Regions from separate parts of the Zea mays genome. Here region 1 is linked to region 2. Evidence: chromatin contacts called from public Hi-C data. All regions are on one chromosome and are shown on one strand. Each heading gives the region's core, a stretch centred on a gene start, on an enhancer-like site or on the middle of the called end of the contact. The rest is flanking DNA. Distances are from core to core; before and after follow the strand shown.

Region 1 (6,394 bases), core at 3,174-5,673, 99 kb after region 2:
TTAGCAACATCACACAACGTCCTCCCAACTATATCAAGCCCGCCTCCTCTGGCATAAGCAGAATTTGAGTCATCTATACCAGTGATTCTAATGTATGGTGGCCCCCCAGGTCTTGCAGCAAGGGCCTGTAGCAGAGTAACCCACTGGCTCCCCTGAGCAATTTGGAAATCAATTATGTGAACAAAGTTCTCGCCCTTAATAGCCTCGGCAATGGCACCATTTGCTGACATGTAACCAAACTTGTAGAATGGGCAGATCTCGTAAAGGAGATGCATATATGACATGAGCTCAGAGCTTGTAGGTTCTTTACATTTCAAAGATTTATATAGCATACTGCCGGAGGAAGAAAGTCTAGCAACAATTCCTTCAAGCATATAGGCTCCAAGTCGTTGCATTGGATCTCCAGATACAGATACCAGGTGACCAAGCTCAGATATTAACAGTTCTGTTGCAAAGACATCATTCTCTGCAACAGCCTTACCACATGCTATGACTACTTGCATCAAGTCTCCTCCATTAATTCCCAGAAGTTGTCTCCAGTTGTCTGGTCTCACTGGAACATGGGCTTGCAACAAGCTCCGAGAGCAGTCAGAACTAATGTCCAGTCCAGGTCCAACAATGGAATTCTCTAATTCTTTTTGTTTAATCAGGAGATCTGCAACCTCAGTTAGACAGGAAGCACTTGGAGGAGAACTATATGTGTGGTCTGAGTGGCTGTCATGCTGAGACAGGGGGCTCCCACTTAAAGGGGAGATGCTATGAGAAGATGTGGAGCTTTGTGCAGGATAAACACCATTTGCTGAGGATGATTCCAGAGTGCAGTACTGTGCTTCAAATACTTGAGGGTTGGAATTGTTGATCCTTTGTGATCCAATATCGGAGGATGAGTAATGATGTCCTAGACTGTTTTCTGCCATATGGATCCTACCATTTTCTCCTACAGGTGCTGAGTTATTGTAGTACGGCATTTGAGAATCATCCGAACATTTATATGAATGATTAGAATCCCTAGCTGACATTCTGCCCTTTGCAATCTTGTAGGACAAAACTCAGCAGGAAGCTAATCCTGCCATCTTCATCAGGATTGTATTTAGTGTGCTCATGTCATCCACTGAAAATGTAAAAGATTATATATTCAAGTAAGATAGGATATAAGCATATCAAAATTATTTTTCAATACCTGAAGATGAAAATTAGCTGTCAATGTACTCCAACTCATATAAACTTTTCATGGACATATAGTTGTTGAGCTATATTGTATTGTCAAAAACATAAACCAAAATTCAACTATTGTCACTTCTAGAACCAAAGTGTCAATCCAGAAAGTTGCCTATCCAAAATGAGCTATGTAAAACGATGTATTTACACATAGTTACATTTAAAAGTAGGCTGACACCAACAAGAAGGGATAGTGCACTATAGATTATCTAGAAGCTTAATAATAAGCTTAAAAGTTGAAATAAAGACAGGCCCGTAACCATAACGAATGATTGACCATCACTACATAGACATAACTCATAATATCCAGTAAATCATTCCTTGCATTGAGATATAATAAAGACCCTGTTTCGTAGGCCATTTCAAACAGCTCCATCTCTGGCTCATGGTGAAGCTGTACCAAACACCGAAGAAAGAAACAGCTTTGATGGAGGAGCCACAGCTTATTTACTAGTGGCCAGCCAGAGTTGCAAAACATGGGTTTGCATTCCCATTCATTAATGAAATACCATACTTTTTATTTCATATTGTCAAGTTTGCTGATTTATTTTCTCAATATTTTCACCAAGACTTCAAACCCCATCTTAGAGCCACAGGCCATGGATTGGAGTTGGGTGGATCTCTGCTAAAGGATGCTGCAGGTAGGCTCGTGGGTTGGTGGCTACACCTGCTGAGGAGTGCTAGCAATGGTCTAGCTCACCTTGAAATCTCATGTGACAGCAGCGCTTTGCATTCGCGTTTGGCAGCGGCGATGGCAGATTCTGAAGAATAGCAGTCTGCTACAACAACAGCAGAACATGATCGTGTTGGCGAGCAAGGATAGTGAAAAGTCTGCTTAGATGGCTGCCTGCACTCCGGCCGTGTCATATGCTCTTGCCAGTGCAGGTAAGAGTGAAAATGGTATGGACATTTCCTGACCAACCATCCAACCTAAGGGTTCAAGATACTAAATATATAGTCCATATCTGGATCTGGACATTCAACATATGTACAATATCTGTATCTAGATACTCAAAGTCGAGTATATATAATGTTGATATCCATTGATATCTTATCTGACATACCAACACTATTTGCACCAAAATACGAATCCAAGAAAAAATAACTATTTGTATCCATTTCAGTAGGTATCCAATCTGTTTATGCGCAGGCCTGCCCCAGTACATGGTTCTATCCCGCACATGGCTGGGAAGCTGCACACAGCCCATTGCCTTGCCCACACCCACCTCACAGCAGCTGCCCTAGATGCAGTGCGCCTGCTGCCAAGGCCGACAGCCTTGATCTGGTCTGATCCTCGCAGCAGATGGCCTAGAACTACTTGCATTCGTGGCGCCGACACTCACGGCTCCTGCCATGTGGCCACCGCCGCCGCCGCTAGGGCAGATATGGGATTGGGTGAGAAGAGTGTGTAAGATGATGAAGTGTACTTTGGTCCTTATGTGTTTTTATTTTACGTATAATTCAGTCTTTCAAAGTAAGGGCAAACGGCACATTCAATTTCAAAACATGAGGGCAAAATCACCAAGTTGTAAAACAAGGTAAAATCACCATTAGCCTCTATAGTAAGGGCAACAACACTAATCTCAGTAGATATTTAAGTATAAAATCGAAGAACTATACACTTATAGGGTGTTTGGTTTGAGGCTCCATTCAAAATGAGATGGTGCATCATGGGTCTATTCCTCAAATTTGGTGGGATGGCTTCATTTCTCATATTAGTACTAACTAATTAACTATAAAGAATGAGATGATGATGGATCAACTCATTTCATTCCACAAACCAAACAAAAAAACTATAATGAATGAGGTGGTGATGGATCAACTCATTTCATTGCACAAACCAAACAAAAAAATTGAGAAGTGAGAAAATGATGGACTAGCTCATTTCTCAAACCAAACAGCCTATTAATGTTTGCAAGTCTCGAACACAAAAGAATGATTTTATTCACTTTGTATAAGAATATATAAACAATCAAATGTGTATCTGCTAAACCCTCAATTAGAAAAGGGTGACAAATGAATTTCATGTCTAGGCTATTGAGCTAACGTATCTGTAACCAAGTTCGTTGTTCTAGCGAACTTGACTATGAAATGAATCAACAAAAAATATTGACCTAAGGATTTCAAGTAACCACTTTTTACCAAGAAAAAAACATGTCTGCAATTCTGCATCGAACTGTTTCACCATGGAAATATACATAAATGCTAAGAGCCTAAGAGTTAAAACAATATAATCTTAGAAACCCATCATTCATGCAAGATAATCATTTAAGTTGTATTCTCCCCTCCAATGCACATTTGATTATTGTGAAAATATACTCGATGTGCCAGGACTTGTGAGGTATGGAAGTTAACTCAAGAAATCTTCATTGTGCTTCCAGACATGAACAACAATTGATCAAAGTGATTAAACATGAAGGGGTTCAATTGCTTTCAGACGTCAATTTCTGTTAGTTTGTCTTGTCTTAATATATGTACAACTCCTCTCTAAACTTTCTTACTGATTATGTAAGCTGTTAAATCCTCATACAAGTGTTGTGAGAGGCATTCATTGAGGATTAAGTTGTCAACTGTGGGCTGGACATTGTTTACTCATCTATACATATAACTGAAAAATGGACAACGTGTCAGCAATGAAGTCTTGTTTCCAAAATAAATGATGCATTTTCGTTCTGAACTGTTCGCAAGCCCAACAACAAACATAATACCCAGGGTTCCAAAAAGTGGCACTAAGCGCACGCTTCAGCGCGCGGAAGCGCTAAGAGGACGGGTAACGTTTCGCTTTGGGGCATAAGCGCTCCTAAAGCGGCGAGACTGCCTTGGTGGAGCAGCGGCTGCTGGCTCCCGCTGCTCTCAGGCCGCTTGCGGCGCAGCCGCCGGGGCTGGGCGCCGTTGACGATCCACCGGAGGCGGGAAGAGAGAGAGGGGCACGCACGCAGGGTCACCGGCCGGCGTTCGGAGGACCGGAGGCGAGAGCGCGAGGCGACTGGCGAGAGCCGGGAGGGAAAACCGCCGCCGCCGTCGCTGAGAGCCCGATCCTGAGCGCCGCCGCCGTCACCGTCGCCTGCGTGCCGAACGCGAGTAAGGGAAGGGGCGGAGGATGGAGCGCCGCCGCCGCCGTCACCGTCGCCTGCAGGCCGCGGCTGTGTGCGGTGTGCCTTCGTGGGAGCAGTGAAAACGTGTGGCTCTGGTGGAACTTGGGTTCGTGCTGGACTAATGGGCTCTCGATGGACCACCAAATAAAAGTTCATACTATTCCCTTTTTTATTTGCTTAGATGCTTTAAATTCTGTGTTAGCGATGTATTGCATGTTAAAAAACTTTTTTAGAATTGGGGTGTTTGATTTTTAGGGACTATTTTTTAATCTAAACTAAAAATTGATGGATTAAAAATTAGTCTCTAGAAAACAAACACCCCATAAGACTAAAAATAGATGGATTGAAAATTAGTCACTAGAAATTAAACACCTCCAGGTAATTTAGAGACTAAAAAGAGATGATTAAAAATTAGTCCCTAGAAATCAAGCACCTTTTATATAGTCCAGAGACTTGTAAAATAATGATTAAGAGACATTTATAGCTCTAGAATCTTATTTATAAATACAAATTTCACTAGGAAAAACAATAAAAACCTTCTCTCCCACCTCCTCTGTGAAAAGGGAGAGAGAAGTGAGAGATTTGGCCCTTGATTCATGTGTATCCTTCTCATTATTTCTTACACTCATCTCTCATTTGTTCGGTCCAAGACTAACACCCGACAGTTGTAAATATCGGTGAAGATTTTGACCAACGGTTGCACCCGCACCCATAGAAGTTTCACGGGCGAGGGTGTGGGTTTCTATTTTAACCTGCGGGTGATCCACACCTGACCTAGAAATTGGTTTATTTTTATTTTCCACAAAAATGATTAAGATACAATAGAAATTATTTTAATGAGTAACTTGGATAATGACTCATTAAATGTTTTATTATAGCTCAACACGAGAAGGCTTAAAAAGCCATAGATGTAATTTAATTATTGTTGGTACTTAATTGTCTATAGCTGAATTATTATTTAAAAGTGTACACTGAGTAAAGACTCGTGGACGACCCAAAACCTGACAAATTCGGGTGCGGATTTGGAATTGCACTCGTGGGTACGATCGCGGGCGAGTTAGGTAGACTACACGGGCGCGATCGTGGGTAGGTCTTTGATCCACCCAACCCAAACCCGACCTATTGACATCCCTGTTCGCACCACCTTCGCTTCGACTACCTAGGCAAGCACTACATCGGATGGCCATAAGGAACCGACCAACATGTTATAAAGTAGAAAACATTGCTAAGGTTGACCATAATTTTGAGTTTCTGCATTGAAAGATACCTTTCATGGTCAAACACTATTTTGGATCTGTCGGATGACCACTAACTTCTTCATAGAAGTTATGAGGTTGTCCATCTTTAGCTCCAGTGGTGTCAATTCGACCTTGCCAATCTAGAGCGCTCTATGGAGCTTTGCAACGAAAGGTTTTCACCTAGTTGCACTGTTCGACTTTTGGTTGGAAAGCGGATGACTCCTTAGCATTGATGTGGAGGTGGACAAGGCCAGTCCCTATATCAATACTTGCATTGCTAGTACTCAAGAATGGCGACCCTAGGATAAGTGGTGTCTTCATGTCAAGCTATAGGTTGAGTACCATAAAGACCACAGGGGTAAGGAAGTCTTAGATCTTCACTAGAATATCCTCTTCTACCCCTGTCGAATAGCAAATTAATTGGTTTGCTATTTGTAAACACATGGTCGTCGATGCTAGTGTAGCGTGAAGCAATCGTTGCTCACTTGTTCTCAATTGGTTCGGCTATTCAGAGTGAGTTAGAACGAAGGTACTCTAGAGAAAAGATTACACGCAGCAAGTATACAGTTGTTCTCCAAAAACGTACTTTATGCAGGGCACAGTTCACCTATTTATAGGGAATTGTACAGATTCGTACGAAATTACATTTATACCCATAATGATTACACACAAGATTTACAAATAATACAAGGGCAACATTGTTTTTTGCTTTCAACATTCAGGATGACACCTTCTTACATTGTCTTCCTGTGTTGTTATGACGAAGCTAGCTTCGTCGCCCTTCCATCGTTCTGCATCGAAGGTGTTCTGGTGTCGAAGCTCCTGCAATACTTGACAACATGT
Region 2 (6,046 bases), core at 1,051-3,550:
CAGAACAAGGCACGTGGCAGCTTGCCGTGGTCATTGAGCACTTGGGTTGGTCGGTCACAAAGCATTGCTAGATCTCTTTGAGCTTTCAGATTGTCCTTTGTTTTTTCAAAATGCATGCAGGTGTGTGTGTGGGCATCAGCAAAATTACTTCCTTGGTGCATGACATCAATCTTGTGCACAAGAATCAATGATGGCATATAAGGGAGCTCCACAGGACACATACATGTGTCCAGTTGTGGTCCACTTCAAATCTTTGGTACTTGTACCCCTTTTCATTTGGGACAAGGTTGTTCAGCTGAGCATATTGTTCAGCTGAGCATAAACTTCTGTTGTGTTTAGATGTTTTAGCGGTCCTTTTGTGACCAGAGTGTTCTTTATAAAGTTTTTATTATCGCTCCTAAAGGGGTGTTTCCATGGCAACCAACATCGATGACAATCGAAGTAAGTGATCTTTCCACCATGAGCAAGACAGAAGCAATCTGTATCTGAACCGCAATATGGACATGTCAATCTACCACGTGTACTCCAACCAGCAAAAATAGCATAAACCATGAAGTCATGCACTGACCACAAATACGTAACTCAAAGTTTGAATATCTATTTTTTTAAAACATCGTATGCTTTGACTCCTTACCAAAGCTCCTTCAACTCTTCAATCAAGGGTTTTAACATGACATTGAGTTTTTTTCCAGGATGGTCCAGGCCAGGTATGATTAAGCAATGAAATATAAATTCATACTTCATACAAGGAGAAGGTGGAAGGTAGTATGGAATAACAAAGATGGGCAAACAAGAGTATGAAGATGCAATTTGACCAAAAGGTGTGAAGCCATCGGTCGCGAAGCCGATTCAAACATTCCTCGATTCAGCTGCAAAGTCTGGATCAAACGTGTCGAGAGCCTTCCAAACATCCCCATTTGAAGGGTGCACCATTAGCTCATCATTCTCTCGGACACCTTCTTTGTGCCATCGCATGTGCATCGCGGTTTTTTCGATAGAAACAACTGTTTCACTCGAGGAGTTAGTGGCAAGTAGCAAAGCTACTTATGTGCAACATCTGTCATCACCTTGTCACCCTCATCATTAAAAACTTCCACAAATCTAGATTGTCCACATTTCAGACCTTTTTCTCTCCTACATGCTCCTTCATGAAAAGCATACAATTATTTTTCCACACATCAATCTTTTCATAATCCATATCGAGCCTTTGATAATTGTCTTTGAATGGTACATGTCTTTAGGCAACTTATTGGGCTTTGGCAGCAAATCACCGAATTACTTTAAAATCTCATTATAACAGTTGTTCGAGAAAAAAATACTTGGACTTAATGGCCATGAGCCGAATCACAAAAGTGAGTATACTCACATCTGTGTCTTCATGCAAGGGCTCTTCAGAGTCTTTTAGTATTTTAAAAAATCTCGAAACATCTCGTGTGGCAGGATCCTTGGAGCTTAGGTTTAACTCTGGATGTAGCGAATCTAGCATCTCATGCATCGCATCACCGCAAGCCCAATCATTGTTCTCCTCTTCTACATTTAGATTGGGTACTACCTCACCATGATGTTCCCACACCACATATTAATATAAAAGTAATGCCATAAATACAATATGCCACTAATCACTGAACCACATATGCCACAAATACATTAATGGAATAAAACTAAACAATAATACTAATCACATACCTAATGAAACAAGCACAATTACAAATACATACTAATTTCGGCGGCTATTAAATAATTGTCGCCAAAAATATGCAATAAAATACACAATAAAAATTAACCTTTTGATGGAGAAGGGCCCGACGGCGGCGGTGGAGTGGTGGCAGGAGGAGCACTCGGTAGCGGTGGACGGTGTCACAACCCAACCAAATTATCGGTCCCACGTATACCAATCCTTGCCTTTAAAGCCTCGGATGGATATGTATGTGAATCAGATAACTTACTCAGGGTGCCGAGTTTCGATAAACTCGTTTGTTTCTAAGGATCATTCACCCGTAATTGTGAACCGAGGCCCTTTTCATTTAGGCCCTGCTAGATTGGCTAACCGAACAAGAGTCATGTGACCTATTCCTATGTCTCACTGACATGTGCACTGAGGCCCTTTTGTTTTTGTTCTTTTACACTTTCTCATCCCAGATCCCGACTCCGCTGAGCACATGTCGAACACCTGGCCACGCGTACCCATCTCACCGCTGGTGACCATTTCTAGAGAAACTGAGCACAGTGATCGAATCTATGAGACTAACCCTTCACTTTCCCTCGGTTAATTGGAATGGGGTAACGTACAACATCTCCAGCCATGGTGACGGCGGAGAACGAGCTCCGGTGAGCTCGAATCTAGGTCTAGAGCATGGTAGCGTTCAACCCAAGGCTATGGTGAGTATCGGTGATCTATCAAGCGCACGGTGCTCACATGAGTTTGCCCGAGAAGGGCATGGTTTAGTCAGTCCACGCAAAGGTGGTTCGCAGTGGCGTCCTGGACAAACCTGTCGGGGTTCTGGCCAGAATAATATTAGCATTCAAAAGATTAATGCCGTGAGCATCACCATCACATAGGGGTTAGAAAACACGAACAACTCGAACATATTACCTTCAAGGGAAGACTGACCACGGGGAGGTGGAGGATTCGGTGGGTGTGGTCACCACTGCCAGTGCCTACTCGGTGTTCTGGCCTTCTTAGTGAAATAGAGGGGTGGATAAGGTTTGAGGGCTTACCCTAGATGTATGTGAATGGTGTGGCACGGTGGAGAAACTATGGAATCAGCTAGGGCATAGTGGATTTCAGTTTGTGCTTTCATATGCCATAACAAGGCATAGCTGCTGCAGCCTGGCTGTAGCTTCTTTGGGACCATATGCAGAGGATAAAAGAGGGCCAACATGTTCCACTTATCTCCTGCATGGTCACCACGTAGAGGTGAAACACAGTAAACCCATGAACACATATTCACTGCATGTTGGACAACACACCAAATAGTCAAGCAGCTGAATCACTTCTAGATAGGTCTTCAAGTCTTCAGCTTTTTCTTCAATATGGTGGAGCTATACCAGGTGAACCCCCCTCAGGGTAACTCTATTTCTACCAACCTTTTGCCAAGAAACAACTAGAAACTCTAGTGGAGAGAGATCTTTTCTTCAGATATTTTCAATGACCTAATCTTCTTCAGTCGACTGCACCCCAGTTTTCACCTCCCCTTTTCTCCCAATTCTGTAGAAGAGCGGACCATGCTCACCACTCCAAACTTGTTCACCAAGTATTGGTCTATCACTTTGTTATAACATTCTAGAGCTAATAACACCTAGATCACAAGCTACATTGCCCCAAAGTCGAGCACAAAATCACTGGACTCCAAATTCAGTGAACTGAATTTGATCCCTTCCACCAAGTCTGATAGAGCAAGTTGGAGAGCCTTTTACTCATATATTTGTGTAGTACCAAACTTTATAGCCCATAAGAAGTTTGCTCTCCTTACTATGGTCTACCAATTTGCTATAAGTACCCTGGCTCAAAGCTCTTTCAATCAACCACAAATGAATTTCCATGTTGAGCCAAATTCACTGAACTTAGTTTCAGTTACTATTCACCATCTGAAACTTTCAGAAGTCTAACACTCCATCTTCAAGAGCCATTTACTCCACTTTTTATGTAGTACCAAGCCCCTCTTCCTTAAACAAACTTGTACCCTGATAGATACTCTACAACTTTGATATAATGGTCACTAACCAAAACCCTATGGATAGAACAGTAAAGAGCTTCAAGTCTAGCCCAAACACACAATTACAGAGCCTGAATTTGTACTAAGTCTGGGAATTCAGATTAAAGTATAGGATATTTGGACCAAGTCTTATACCAGTTCTATACACCTTTAGGGGCAGGACTTTTAATCAAAGTTATACACCAACATGTGGTATTCCACTTTGTTATAATACTCGAAGTCCAGAACTGTATGGATTTGACACTACCAGACTTTCAAAGTGGCTTCAAAACATAAATTCTTCAGTTTCAGAGATTACACCAAGTCTGAAATTCAGCTTCTAACATGCCACCTTTCAGCAAGTTTTTCAAGCAGTTCCATATGGTTTTATGGCTGGGCAACTTAATCAAACTTGTGCGCCTAGTAGATCTCTACAGATTTGATACAGTGATCATCTTCAAAGCATCCATAGATCAAAAGTTATAAGGGTCCAAATACGCTAGTTGCTAGCATTTTCAGAAACCCAAACCCTAGGTCAAAACTACTTGTGAGCTTTTCTCTACTTTTTGCTATAAAACTTGGAATTCTCTACACTTGAAAGTTGTTTGTTTTGGAAAACTCTATGACTTCAATATTTTGACTTTTGGCAAAACATTACCAGATCACAATTTCCAGTCTTGGGGTTAAGAGTAAAGTTTCTCCAACTAGGTCTTATGATCTCCACTGATCACCACTTATCTCCTGCATGGTCACCACGTAGAGGTGAAACACAGTAAACCCATGAACACATATTCACTGCATGTTGGACAACACACCAAATAGTCAAGCAGCTGAATCACTTCTAGATAGGTCTTCAAGTCTTCAGCTTTTTCTTCAATATGGTGGAGCTATACCAGGTGAACCCCCCTCAGGGTAACTCTATTTCTACCAACCTTTTGCCAAGAAACAACTAGAAACTCTAGTGGAGAGAGATCTTTTCTTCAGATATTTTCACTGACCTAATCTTCTTCAGTCGACTGCACCCCAGTTTTCACCTCCCCTTTTCTCCCAATTCTGTAGAAGAGCGGACCATGCTCACCACTCCAAACTTGTTCACCAAGTATTGGTCTATCACTTTGTTATAACATTCTAGAGCTAATAACACCTAGATCACAAGCTACATTGCCCCAAAGTCGAGCACAAAATCACTGGACTCAAAATTCAGTGAACTGAATTTGATCCCTTCCACCAAGTCTGATAGAGCAAGTTGGAGAGCCTTTTACTCATATATTTGTGTAGTACCAAACTTTATAGCCCATAAGAAGTTTGCTCTCCTTACTATGGTCTACCAATTTGCTATAAGTACCCTGGCTCAAAGCTCTTTCAATCAACCACAAATGAATTTCCATGTTGAGCCAAATTCACTGAACTTAGTTTCAGTTACTATTCACCATCTGAAACTTTCAGAAGTCTAACACTCCATCTTCAAGAGCCATTTACTCCACTTTTTATGTAGTACCAAGCCCCTCTTCCTTAAACAAACTTGTACCCTGATAGATACTCTACAACTTTGATATAATGGTCACTAACCAAAACCCTATGGATAGAACAGTAAAGAGCTTCAAGTCTAGCCCAAACACACAATTACAGAGCCTGAATTTGTACTAAGTCTGGGAATTCAGATTAAAGTATAGGATATTTGGACCAAGTTTTATACCAGTTCTATACACCTTTAGGGGCAGGACTTTTAATCAAAGTTATACACCAACATGTGGTATTCCACTTTGTTATAATACTAGAAGTCCAGAACTGTATGGATTTGACACTACCAGACTTTCAAAGTGGCTTCAAAACATAAATTCTTCAGTTTCAGAGATTACACCAAGTCTGAAATTCAGCTTCTAACATGCCACCTTTCAGCAAGTTTTTCAAGCAGTTCCATATGGTTTTATGGCTGGGCAACTTAATCAAACTTGTGCGCCTAGTAGATCTCTACAGATTTGATACAGTGATCATCTTCAAAGCATCCATAGATCAAAAGTTATAAGGGTCCAAATACGCTAGTTGCTAGCATTTTCAGAAACCCAAACCCTAGGTCAAAACTACTTGTGAGCTTTTCTCTACTTTTTGCTATAAAACTTGGAATTCTCTACACTTGAAAGTTGTTTGTTTTGGAAAACTCTATGACTTCAATATTTTGACTTTTGGCAAAACATTACCAGATCACAATTTCCAGTCTTGGGGTTAAGAGTAAAGTTTCTCCAACTAGGTCTTATGATCTCCACTGATCACCACACTAGGTTTGGATTACTTTCGATTCTAGTGAATGCATTCTTGTTGTATTACAACACAACCATGCCAATACATATGAT

Evidence for each region. A called contact is a pair of places that touch in the nucleus more often than the background predicts.
Region 1: a contact with region 2 is called in a Hi-C map of an unstated tissue, with 2.6 times the contacts expected there. The contact joins the promoter of LOC100502252 here to the enhancer-like site in region 2. A contact is called at or near these places in 3 of 25 Hi-C or Micro-C datasets (ear, leaf and an unstated tissue).

The regions. Positions count from the first base shown.
Region 1 is chr1:140,968,828-140,975,221 of Zm-B73-REFERENCE-NAM-5.0, forward strand. LOC100502252 reads right to left here and starts at 4,424. Exons shown (of 3, transcript NM_001196729.1): 1 at 4,154-4,424; 2 at 1-1,111. The coding sequence starts at 1,019.
Region 2 is chr1:140,871,526-140,877,571 of Zm-B73-REFERENCE-NAM-5.0, forward strand. No RefSeq gene overlaps it. Among protein-coding and RNA genes, the nearest start is that of LOC118476054, 97 kb to the left of the region's middle. Within about 2 kb of position 2,301, at least 2 of the 20 cell types and tissues checked have an H3K27ac peak or open chromatin away from gene starts, as enhancers often do.